Linked DNA regions of Anser cygnoides: all the other regions are linked to region 2. Evidence: chromatin contacts called from public Hi-C data. All regions are on one chromosome and are shown on one strand. The core of a region is the stretch at or near the end of the contact, and the rest is flanking DNA. Distances in the headings are between cores, read along the strand shown. Region 1 holds the start of SMURF1 (SMAD specific E3 ubiquitin protein ligase 1). Region 2 holds the start of TNRC18 (trinucleotide repeat containing 18). Region 3 holds the start of RNF216 (ring finger protein 216).

Region 1 (3,909 bases), core at 1,405-3,904, 210 kb before region 2:
TATACAGAACAGGAGGACTTGGTGAAGCTGCTCTGCTGCTGTAACAGGCTTTTAAAATGAGAATAAGCAGTAAGCTGCGGTAAAGCTTCAGGCAAACCGGTACAATAACCTTCTGCTATAAAGATGCAGAACCATTAACTAAAGGCCATCAACTTTCTCCTAGGAAAATCCAGATCTGCAGCCTGGGACTGACCAAGACGGACTATATAACTTCTCAGTGGAGAAGCAAGACTTCGATTTCTGAAGATGAGGCACTGCACAGCTCTGAGCTAGGCAGTCTTGGTAGAGCCAGGATGTCCAGATCAAGAGGAGCAAAGTTGTGGGATCTTTTTACATTTGAAGCTTATCAATAAATTGCACTTCTGGGTTTGTATCTTATGCTTCTATTGCTTCTGTTTTTCCCCCTCATAAGCCACTGTTGCAAGGAGTTGTTGCAAAATATCTTCCTATATGTTTAGGCCCTGTGGAATTGTGTTAGAGCTCCTGGGTGCCTTTTCTAGGTGAAAAGCACAGCCAGAGACTTCCTGCTAACTGCTTGACTAGAGTCAAACCCCTAAAGAGCAGGATGTTACTACCAAATCCAGCTTGGTTTCAGTGCTTGTGCTGAAATTTCTAGGCTTGATTTGGAGTGGCTGAAACAGCTCAAAAGCTGTTTGAGAGGCTTTGTCCTGCCATTCCAGTCCTCCATGGATGTAGCAGGATCTGGACATAGGAGCTGAGTAAACTTGGGCCCTTTGGCAGCACAGATGTTTGCAGTGGGAGCTGTTCTACCTCACAGATGCTGCCCACTTCCCTGGAGCCCATTGATCTGGCTCTGCCTAAAGCTGCCCTCTGCTAGCAAGGACTTGTGTTCTGAGTTTTTATTGCATGTCACTGCTGAGGAGTCCTCCCTGTCTTTAATCCCTCTAAATTCACCCTCCCTCCATGGGCTGAGGAGGGTGGATGTGGCTCTGGGGTCCCAGACTGGAGGGCTCTGCTGGCACCTGCCAGACCCCAGGGGCTGAAGCATTTTAAGGGCTTTGTTCCATGCAGAACTGGGGGGTGGGCGGCTTTATCATCCATGCTTTGCTATGTTTGATTCTTCAAAAGGACCCCAGGTGCTTCAGGGCTCTGCTTTCTCAGATGTGGGGGGAGGTGGAGTGACAGAGGAATTAATGTGAAGGGAAAACATGATTTCTGGAGGGAAGAACCTCTTCCTCTGCCCTGAATTTGTTCTCCACAGGATACAAGCATTTTTCTTCCCAGGCTGCCTAGAAACAAGGAGTGAAGCCTGGCTGTGCTCTGTGAGGGGCTGTGCAGCCCTCAGCTTGTGGGCCAGAGCTGGGCATCACTTTTATTTAATATTAAAATGCTGGAGCTGCTGAATAGTATAAGGATTCATAGTCTTCAGTACATAGTTTTGGATGCAGGAAGTAAAGCTATGACAAAGCCTGAAATGTGCACTGGAGACAAGTGTCTCTGCACATCCTTTGTTTGTGCCCATGGCCTAACACAAAGGGTTTGGCTAGCTGTGCCTTCTTGTAGCATGCTGCTGACAGGGCTGATGCAGCATCTGGAAGTGATCGGATTTCAGCAGGTAAAAAGAATCTGAGGCAGGTGCTTCCTCAGTGTAAATGGAGATGCAGCCTGGAGCTGGGCTCCTGCACCTGCCCTGACTTCAGCTTGTGGAGTTGCACAGGCAGCCCTGCTGTGCTTGGGCAGCAGGGGTGCTGGTGCTCTGACTTGGAGCAAGGCAGAAGGAGAGGATGCAGCTATTTGGCTGTTCCCCTGCTTCCCTGTGTGTGCTGGATGTGAGACTGCAGTAGAAAGGCTGCTTGCTTCCACCACTGCAGCCTTAAGCCTCGAGAAACTAGTGCCTGTCTAGCTCTGCAGGTGATAGAGAGGAAAATGTTCTCTTTTAGTATCTGTGCCTGCTGAACTTACTGCAAGTTGTGCAGCTGAGGAGGCAGCTCTAAGCCCATAGCCACCTTCCTGTGGGGTCAGCACCTACCCCCTGCTCCTGGATGAGGCTGGCCTTGTTAATTAGAGCCCCTCTCCTTTACTTTATCCTGGCCCACTGGCTGTGGGGGTGATTTTGACTCCTGCTGTGGGGGGGTCTCTGGGTGGGAGGAGGTGGGTGAGCCCCAGGCCATGTCCATAGCACCCCATACCCCCCAGCCATGTGTCCCTATACACCCCCTGGGCCAACTTAGAATCCTAGAATCATTAAGGTTGGAAAAGACCTCCAAGATCATCTGGTGCCACCCATGTCACCCATTAAACTATGTCCCTAAGCACCACATCCAACCTTCTTTTAAACACCCCCAGTGACCCCACCCCCCCCCAGGCAACCTGTTCTAACGCCTGGCTGCTTGTTCTGACAAGAAATGTCTCCTAATTTCCAGCCTGAACCTCCCCTGGTGTAACTTGAGGTCATTCCCTCTAGTCTTACCGCTAATTTCTGTGACATACTCCCATTCCTGCCCCATTTCCCCTACAAATCCCCTCCAGCCCCCCTATGCCCCCCCAAGCCTCGCCTCCCCCTCGCCAGGGGGCGCTCCCCCTCCCTCCGAGTGTGGCTTCCTTCGACCTCCCCAAGATGGCGGCGCCGCGCCGCCGCCCCGCTCTGCGTGCTGACGTCACGCCCCTCCGGCGGGCGCAGGGCGGGGCGGGGGCGGCTCCAGCGCCCTCTCGGCGGCCGGGCCGGGTCGGGCTGAGGCGGGCGGGCGGCGGCGGCGGCTCCGGGAGCGGCTCCGGCTCCGCGTCTGGCTCCGGTTAACGGCGGAGGAGGCTCCTGGAGCGCTCGGCCGGGGGTTAGGCCAGGCCCGCATGGGGTTGCGCGGGGCCGCCGGTTGATCTGGGCGCGATGTCGAACCCCGGGACGCGGCGGAACGGCTCCAGCATCAAGATCCGCCTCACAGGTAACGGGGCCACGGCCCTGGGGCTCCCCTTCACCACAAAACCTCGGCCCGGTCAACCCTCCCCTCACGCCCAGGGGCCGGGGAGGGGGCGAACGCCCCCTCCCCGGCCCCTGGGCGTGAGGGGAGGGTTGACCGGGCCGCCGTGGGCCGGCTTCGGCGGTAACCGGGCCCCAGCCACCTCTCCTCAACTTTTATCCCTTTATAACCCCTTCTCCCACCACCGGGGCCCTGTGGAGGTTCTGTATTTTGAAGTTATTTCTGTTGATTTTCATTTTTTTTTTTCCCCCTCGTGGCACGTTGTTACCTCCCCCCCCCACCTCCAATACAGCCCACGGGCTGCTTCATCCCCCGGCTCCCTCAGATTTTGGCCTTTCCTGGCTTTGAACGAAGCCTTTCCTTTCATAATTTACCTCGCTTTGATTTACTTAAACCGTTTACCTTCCCCTCTTGCTAGTGAAGATAACCCTTTGAGCTTCCTCTGGAGGAAACGTATGTTTAATTGCTTTTAGCGTTTTTACCCCCCTTTTTTTTGTTGTTTGTCCTTTTTTTTGAGTTCTTTTTTATTATTATCATTTCCCACAACTTGATTTCCTTTCAAATATCACGCATTCAACTTTTGAAGTCCCTTCCCCGAGCGAAGGATGACAAGAAGCGGCGCGTTTCGTGGCTCCTCGCGAGGTCTGCGCTCGGGCGCGCGTGCACATATGGATAAGCCAATTTATGTGGCACCCTCAGAGGTCTGGATTAAATCTTCTGAAAGCTGCTCCAGTTGGTGCCGAGGTTGCTGCTTAAACAGAAAGGGGCACGGTTTCTGCTTCTTAAGGCTGCTGTGTGAATTATTAATAGATAAGGCCCTATCCGGCCTTTCAAAGGCAACAGGTGGATGCTTGGAGATCTCTTGGTGCGAAGGAACTGCTCAGCCACCGGCATTGATCTTCACAGAGTTGTGTCTGCAGGAGCATAAAAGATTGCCAAATAACGAGAAAATGGCACTAGGTAAACTTCGGTT
Region 2 (3,880 bases), core at 983-3,482:
CCCCCCCCGGGGCTGGGGGCGGGCGGCACCGTGGGAACCTGCCCGAGGGGGGGGCACGAGGCGCTGAGCGAACGGCTGCTGCCCCCCCAAAAAATCATAAAAAATCGGCGTTTTGGGAAAAAGCGGTGATTGCAGGCGGAAAAAGTGGGAGCCCCCCCCCCCCCAGCGTGGTGCCCCCCCCCGGAGGGGCTGCTGCTGGGGGAAGGGGGGGTCCGGGGGGGGGGGGCTTACCGGGAAAAGCGGGGAGAAAAGGCGATCAGCATAATTAAATTAATTTAAATTAGATATACAGAGGTGCACGGGGGGGGGATTTTTAACCGGGGGGGGGGAATCTCGGGGCTTTTTGCAGCGCTGCCCCAGCCCGGAGCTGCTGCTCCAAGATGGCTCCGGCCGGGGGAGGAGGGAAAGGAGGAGGAGGAGGAGGAGGAGGAGGAAGGGCTGGGGGGCGGGGGGGGGCAGCCTTTTTATTAGCATTTCCCTGATTTATGGCATTTACGGCATGCCAACCCCCCGGCCCGGGGACAGCGGCGGGGAGGTCCGGGCGCGAAGGCATTAAACATTTATAAAATATGCTTTTAAAGCCACATAAAAGCGATTAAGCCATTAATATCTCCCCCCCCCTCTTTTTTTTTTTTATTATTTTAAATTTTATTTTATTTTCGGGCTGCTGCGGGAGAAAGGCAAAGAAAAAAAAAAATAAAGCAGCGGGGTTTGAGCCCTCGCCTCTGACGCAGCCGGGTTGGGCTCTCGGATATAAATAAAACACCATTTTTTTATCCCTATAAATACAGATTTTTTTTTTTTATTATTATTTTATATTTTTTTGGCCTTAAATACGGCGCCTGGCGGAACGCGAGGAACGCGGCGCCGCTTTAAAAAAAAACGGAAAAAGGGGAAAAAAAAGAAAAAAGGGAAAAGAAAAAAAGTGCGGGGGGGTCCCGACCTCCCCACACACACACACGCGATTTTTGGGGCAATTTCCCCCGGTTTTCGGCCGCTGCCCGCCGGGGGCAGCCTGGAAACGCCCGGCGGCGGCTGCGGGCGGCTCGAAACTCCTGCGGGGGGGGGGGGGCTTGATTATTTTTATATTTTTTTTTAATTTAGATCGGGATGAAATTAGATTTTCCCCTCCCCCCCCTCCTTTATAAAAGCCCCGCTTTTGGGGGTTTTAATTAAAAAAACAAGTCAGGAATTTGGGGCGCCCCCCCCCCGGCGCTGTACAGGGCGATGGTGAGCGGGGGGGGGGGGGGCATTAAAAAGGGAAAGCGGAGCTGGATTTTTTTTTGGGGGGGGGACTGCTTTTTCCTGCCTTCTTCCCGCGGCCGGGAAAAAAAAAAAAAAATACGACTTTTGGTTAAATCCGGGGGGGGGGGCGCTATGCGTGTGCCCCCCCCCCCCCCCGCGGGCAGCACGGCGGTGTCGCTTCGCAGCCTATTTTTCCATTTTTAAATTTTTTTTTTTCCCCCAATTTTTGGCGGCGGGGCCAGCGAGGGGGAAGGGGGCACCCCCCCCCCCCCCCTTCGAAAAAAATAATTCTTGCCCCCCCCCCCCCCCCCCCAAATCCAACCCCCTCAAAGGCGGCTTTGTCCGCGGCGGGGCCGTGGGAGAGGGCCCGGCGGCATTTCTCTCCCCCCCCCCCCCCCCGCCCTCCGCGAGGGGCAAAGAGCGGGGAAAAGGCTCAAAAACAACGGCGAGACCCTGGGGGGGGGGGGGGGGAAGGGGGGGGTCACTCCCTTGTGTGCCCCCCCCCCCCGGCACCGTCCCGGGGCGGGGCGGGGCGCGGGGGGCCTGGAAACGGCCGCGCGTGATTCTCACCGGGAGTGGGGGGGGGGGGGGGGGGGGGGGGCCTTGAAACCGCCGCGCGGGCCCGCGTGGCGGCGCGCCCCCGCCGCCTGTTTACCCCGCCGCTGAGTGGCGGGGCGGCGGGCCAATGGGCGGCGCGGAGAGGCGGCGCGGCCCCGCCCCCCCGCGGGCGGTGGGCGTGGCGCGGGAGAACAATGCGCGCTCGGCCGGCGCGCCGGCGCGCTTTTCCCCTTGCCCTCCCCCTTCCCCTCCCCCGCCTGGTTTTTTTTTTTTTCCTTTTTTTTTTTTTTTTTTTTTTTTAAGCCGGGGGGCGGAGGAGGGGGGGGGGGGGGCGCCCGATGAAGCTCGGCGGGGCCCCGGCGCTCTATGGAGCGGCCGCCGCGCCGCTGCCGCCGCGCTGCCCCTGAGCGGAGCCGCCGAGCTGCTGCTGCTGGTGCCGGCAGCGGGCGGGCGGGCGGGGGGCGAACCGGCTGCTGCCCCCCCCCCCCCCCGACCCCCCCCTCCCCCCAGCCCCGCACCGGGCCTCCAGCCCCGCACCGCCGCCGCCATGCCCCGGGACCAGGCGGCCTGACCGCGCCAGGTAGGAGCCGGCAGCTCCCCGGCCCCAAAAGCACCGTCCCCCCCTCCTTATTCCCCCCCCGTCCCGTCCTCCTTTATTTTAAATTTTATTTAATTTTGGTCGCCCCCGCTTTTTAATTTTTGCCCCCGGTTCGCAGCCGAAAGCTGGGATCCGGGCGCGGGGGGGGGCCGGAGCGCGGCGCGGGGCTTCCTCTTTATTTATTTCCAAACTTCGCCATTCGTTTTTTATTTATTTTTTTTTGAGGAATTTTTTTTAAAAATTAATTATTCCCCTCCTTCCGTCTCTTCCCGCTCCGGAGGCGCTCCCGGTGCCCTCTCCGCCGAGCTGCGGCCGCCGGGGGCTTTTTTTTTTTTTTTTTTTTTTTTACCTTTTTTCTGCTTTTCCCCCCCCCTTTTTTTTTCTTTTTTTTTTTTTTTTTTTTCCGCCCCGTTGGAAAATACCACGCGTCTCGTTTTCCCCAGCGGGAGCGGCGCTGGGCAGAGCGGCAGCACAGCCGACCAGGTAGTTGGACGCCTCGGAAATGGGGAAAAAAGAGGCGAAAAAAGCCAAAAGGGGAACGGCACCGGGCAGCCCTTCCCCGGCCGCCCCTCGCTCGGCTCCCGCGGCCGGGGCTCCCTCGGTGGGAGCGGAGCAGGAAGAAACCCGGCTTCTTTAGGTTGTTTTTCGTGCGTTTTTTTTTTGCATTTTTGCATTTTTTTTCGGCTCTTTTTGCCGCCCGCTGGCTGCGGGGAGCCGCGGTGCTGGAGCCGAGTTTTGGGGCGCTTTTGGGGATTGGGGAGTGGTTTTTTTTTTTTGGGGGGGGGGGGGGGGAATCCTCATTGCCCCCCGAGCCATTAGTTAATATTTTCCCCCCTCCCTTATTTTTCCCCCTCCGAGCCATTAATTCATTTTTCCCCTCCCTTATCCCCCCCCCCCCGCCTAAAATTCCCCGACTTTAAGGCTTTTTTTAAATTCTCCCCTCGGCGGGGAAGCCGCGGCTGGGTCCGGGGGTGCCCCCCCTCCACCCCCAGGGGGTGTGTGCTCTGTGGGGACCCCCCCCACACACCCACACCCCGTGTGCCCCCCCCCCATTTTTTTTTTTTCCTCCATCTCTCCGCAGGCACCACCGACACCGCCGCACCGGGGCTGGCTCCGCGCCCCCCACCATGGGACTCCCGGACGAATTTTTTTCCGAAAACCCGCTGATTTTTATTATTTTTTGAGGGGGGGGGAAGAAGAAGAAGAAGAAGAAGAGGAGGAAGAAGAAGAAGGCAAAAAAAAAAAAAAAAGGGGGGGGGGGCGGGTGGGGGGGGGAAGGCGGTGGCGATCCGGGCGACTGGTGGAAGGAGGCGAGCGGATGATGGATGGCCGAGATTTCGGGCCCCCCCGCTCGGTGCACGGCCCCCCCCCGCTGCTCTCCGGGCTGGCCATGGAGAGCCACCGCCTGGCCGCCGCCGGCCGCCTGCCCCCCGCCGCCGGCCCCATGGCCGCGGGGCTCCCCGCGGGGCTCCAGCCCGG
Region 3 (4,096 bases), core at 847-3,346, 160 kb before region 2:
TTCAGCACTCGGTGCCTGGCTTGTGCTGCCGCGCAGCCTTCCCCTCCTAAAAGCTACAGCTAGGCTTCCTTTAATCCGTGTAGATTTATTTTTTTTTAAATAATAATTTTTCAATAATAATCTTTTATTGTTTGAGTGACATCACAGGGTGGCCAAATGCACCGACGTACCAGGGTTTTGCCTGCCCCTTGTTTCAGCAGGAGGGCTTGGACAACTTGCAATTGACGGCGTGGAGCAAGAAGCGCTGTCAGTCCTTTGGTGCTCGGTCCCACGCTCGTCCTGCTTTCTGTTTTCTTTAATAAAGACGTTTTGGGGAAGCATTCCTGATTTCTGTTATGTCTTTCTTTTGCAGACATAGCTGAGATAAAGAGGATTCCTGTAGCCTGCTTCAGATCGGGTACGTTGTAGGACTCTTGCACCACGAGAACTTCTTGAAAACAAAACAAATTACTACTTCTCTTAAATCTCAGAGCTTAAGTAATTCACTGTCTCGTTTAGAGGAGCTTGGCAGGTCAATTAAATTCCTCAGGTTAAGTTCTCCAGTCTCTGCCTCTTTCTGCAGGATGTACAAACCGTCCTGTGAGGAGTGCTGGTGTAGCAGTGGTGATTTCTGTTCGGATTAATCACGATCCTCCTGCGTCCTGGGCGCTCTGCTTTTTTCTGGTTTTTTTTGGTGAAACACCACCAAACCAAGGCTTATAACCCCTTCTGCGATTGCACGATTAGTTGCTGGCTGGATAACGTGAGCAGTGCCCTGCAGATCGTCTCCCAGCCTTGGCCGGAGCCGTGTTTAATATCTTGTGTCCCTCTAGGGAACAAGAGCCTGTCGCTTAGGACCAGGATCAAATCTGCCAGGAGAGCTTAGGGCTGGCTGTACCGTGACAGGGAAGGAGGGTAGGCACAAACAGGTTCAGAATTGCTCTTTTATTTTCCTCGCGCTGCAACCTGCGCAGAAGAGGAGCGTTTAAGGGAGGGGAAGTGTGGCTGCAGACAGCCGCCGAGAGCCCTGCCCAGCTGGCAGATCGCAGTCCCGCATCCAGAAGCAGCTGGCGTAGGAAACGGAGGTTGGGCCGTGCTCTGAGCCCACATGGCTGAACCGCAGCGGGCCCTGCACGGAGAGGGGGAAGGAGAAAAGCGTCCCTGGGAGCCCCCGGGCCGCTCTTGGTGTTTGGCTGGGGTCTAGAACAGGATCTGTGAGACAAACCCGGGCCCGATGGGGAGGAGAAAGTCGGGTCAGCCTCGCGCTGTTTCTACAGAGGTAACCCTGGTGCGGGTGAGCTCAGTGCGTTGGACATTTGAGAACCCATAGGGGACATAAGACCCCCTAATGGGGGATGTGGGACCCCCACGGGGGGCATGAGACCCCGTACTAAGGGCACAAGACCCCCCAGTAGGCGATATGAGACCCCCCCGGCTGATACAAGGACCCCCATAGGGGACAGGAGACCCCCATAGGGGACATGCCGCCTTGGCAGGACACCCCGTAGGGCTCATGGAACCCTCACAGGCAACGTGAGACCCCACAGGGGACGCAAGACCCCTTAATATGACATATGGGACCCCCACGGGGGGCATGAGACCCCTTAATAGGGGACACGAGACCCCATAGGGGACACGAGACCCCCTAAAATGAGATATGGGACCCCCACAGGGGGCATGAGACCCCTTAATAGGGGACACAAGGCCCCCAGTAAGGGCTATGGGACCTCTATAGGGGCTATGGGACCCCTACAGGGGACACGAGACCCCCCATAGGGGCTATGGGACCCCTATAGGGGCTATGGGACCCCTACAGGGGACACGAGACCCCCCATAGGGGCTATGGGACCCCTATAGGGGCTATGGAACTCCAGTAGGGGCTATGGGACCCCCACAGGTCCCTCAGCACCCTCAGGTCCCTCCACCCCCCCCACCCCGTTCGCGCTCCAGCCCCGCCCCCTCTAGCCCCGCCCCCTCTAGCCCCGCCCCTCTCATAGCCCCGCCCCCTCGTAGCCCCGCCCCCTCAGCCCCCGCCCCCCGGCAGGAGGCGGGGCTTCCCCCGGAGGACCTCCCCCCCCCCCCCCGCACTCTATGGTAAGTTCAGGCCTCCGGGCCGGCCGCTCTGCCCGTCCCCCCCCCCCCCCCGCCTCCCGCCGCTGCTCTCTATGGTGCGGGGCGGGGCGGTCACGTGGGCCGGAAGGAGCCGGGCAGCGGCGGCGGCGCCTCAATGGAGCGGGGCCGGCGGGGGGGCGGTGAGCGCCGGGACCGGGGCCGGGACCGGGCCGGGGTTGGGGGGGCGGAGGAGCGGCCGCAGCCCGCTGGGGAACGGGAAGGGCCCGCTCCCGGTTCACCCCGGGGCTCCCCGCCCGCCTCACCGGGGCCTGGCCCCCCCCTCATAGCCCCGGGCCCGCGCCCCCCTCAGCCCCCGGGCCCGGTCTCCCCTCAGCCCTTACCCTTCCCCCTCACCCCGCTCCCTTCTCCCCGGCCCAAGGAGCGGGGCTGGGGGGCTCTGAGGTGTTTTTTCCCCCCCCACCCCGTTCCCCGTTGCCCGTTCCCGGCCGCCCCCCCCGGGTGCGGAGGGGCCCCGCACGGTGCCCCCGGGCTCTGTGAGAGACGAGGCCAGGCGGCTCCGGAGGCGGGCGGGGAAGGGGGGGGGGGGGAGCGGAGGTTGGCCGCTCCGCTCGGGCCTCCGGGGGGAGGGGGGGGGGGTCTGTGGTGCCCTTCGGGTGTGGCGGGGGGGGGCCCGAAGCGCGGCTGTCCTCCCTGCGGGGGGGGCTCTGCCCGTGTCGGAGAGGGCCCTGCCTGCGTGAGGGAGGCCTCCTGGCCCCCCCCCCCCCACGTTAACCGTTTTGGTTCCAGCACTGCTTCGGCTCGGCGGGAGAGAGCGAACGGTAGAAACGCAGAAATAACGCGGTGGTTTGGCGGTGGGGAGGCCCGCTGCAGGTTTCCGCCTTCGGCGTCGCGCCCGCTCCGTCCCCCCGAGCGGGAGGAGGGGGCCGGGGGTTTTGCACGCAGCCTTGCAGGGGCGAAGCGGTTTGGGACCGAAGAGGTTCAGTCAGCTCCCGGCCTCCGCACGAAGGAAAAGGGGCGAGTTAATCGAGGTAGCACGTCCCGCGTTGGTTTGCAGCAGGTGAGAGGCGCAGGGCAGCCTAAAAAAAGCGCCACCGTCCCGGCGGCTGCCGGCACGCGGCTGGGTGCCGAGCGAGCCCGGTGCTGGCGTCGGTCAGCCGAGCGCTGGCTGCGCTCAGGAGCCTGCCCCGAGCGCCGTGCCGCTCGCTTTGGGTGCGCTTTGTGACCGCCAGCGTCGCCTCCAGACGTCTTCTCGTAACTTCCCGTGGAATCGTGTTGCAGAGCGCTTGTACCAGAAGCAGAGCTCGCGGGGAGGAGTTCCAGCGTCCACGTGGCTCTTCACGTCCTCGCCGCTTGTCAGGCGAGGTCCGGTTCTTACCTGAAGGATCAGCCGCTGCTCTGAGACTCCTGGTGCCTTACAATGAAAAGGCTGCTGGGCACTGTGAGGTCCGTTACTGAGGCACGGTGCTCAGTGACTGCAGCTCAGCTGTCTGCTTTTCACAGCATCCCTTCCTGTGCCTTTTGAAGCTCGCTGCAGCACGGCTGATTTTCTTGCTTTATTTCGGCCGGTGGTCCTCAAAGCAGCAGCTAGCTGCCTGGATGGCTGAGAAGAGCAGGCGGCGCTCCTCTGTTGTGTCTCGTGGCGCTTGGTTCCTGTTTCTTAGCACCCACGGAGGCAGCAGAACTCTCCCTTGGAGCCGCTGGGGGAGGCTTCCAGCGGTGGCAGGCAGGTGGCTGGGCCAGGCTTTGCGTGCCCCATCACCGAGTGACCTTGTGCTGCCGCTGGAGGGGAGCAGGAGCCTTTTTCTAACCCCCCGGGTACCTGTTCGGAGGGAGAGGGGGATGTCTGAGAGCCAGCGCTCTGCAGACACGAGTCCTGAGCGGTTTTTGGTGCCTGGCTGTGTGGGTACCGCGCCGTAGGAATGCACAGTGCAAGCTGCAGGGTGGGGGCTGCTTTCTGTAGGGCGAGCAGATTTGCGGGGACGGCTTTTTAGGTACGGGACTGCAGGATTCGCAGCTCTGATCCGAGTTTCTCGTTTCTAGGGCT

What was found. Hi-C and Micro-C count contacts between places; a contact is called where the count stands out from the background.
Region 1: a contact with region 2 is called in a Hi-C map of liver, with 2.3 times the contacts expected there. The contact joins the promoter of SMURF1 here to the promoter of TNRC18 in region 2. A contact is called at or near these places in 2 of 7 Hi-C or Micro-C datasets (both in liver).
Region 3: a contact with region 2 is called in a Hi-C map of liver, with 5 times the contacts expected there. The contact joins the promoter of RNF216 here to the promoter of TNRC18 in region 2. A contact is called at or near these places in 2 of 7 Hi-C or Micro-C datasets (both in liver).

What each region holds. Positions count from the first base shown.
Region 1 is chr15:3,830,612-3,834,520 of Taihu_goose_T2T_genome, forward strand. It overlaps SMURF1 (SMAD specific E3 ubiquitin protein ligase 1), which reads left to right and starts at 2,655. Exons shown (of 18, transcript XM_048063118.2): 1 at 2,655-2,900. The coding sequence starts at 2,846. LOC136786426 (a long non-coding RNA gene) reads left to right here and starts at 3,004. Exons shown (of 2, transcript XR_010825039.1): 1 at 3,004-3,909. KPNA7 (karyopherin subunit alpha 7) reads left to right here. Exons shown (of 10, transcript XM_013174893.3): 10 at 164-391. The coding sequence ends at 244.
Region 2 is chr15:4,043,756-4,047,635 of Taihu_goose_T2T_genome, forward strand. It overlaps TNRC18 (trinucleotide repeat containing 18), which reads left to right and starts at 2,233. Exons shown (of 30, transcript XM_066977821.1): 1 at 2,233-2,383; 2 at 3,483-3,880. The coding sequence starts at 3,720.
Region 3 is chr15:3,880,898-3,884,993 of Taihu_goose_T2T_genome, forward strand. It overlaps RNF216 (ring finger protein 216), which reads left to right and starts at 2,097. Exons shown (of 17, transcript XM_066977900.1): 1 at 2,097-2,231.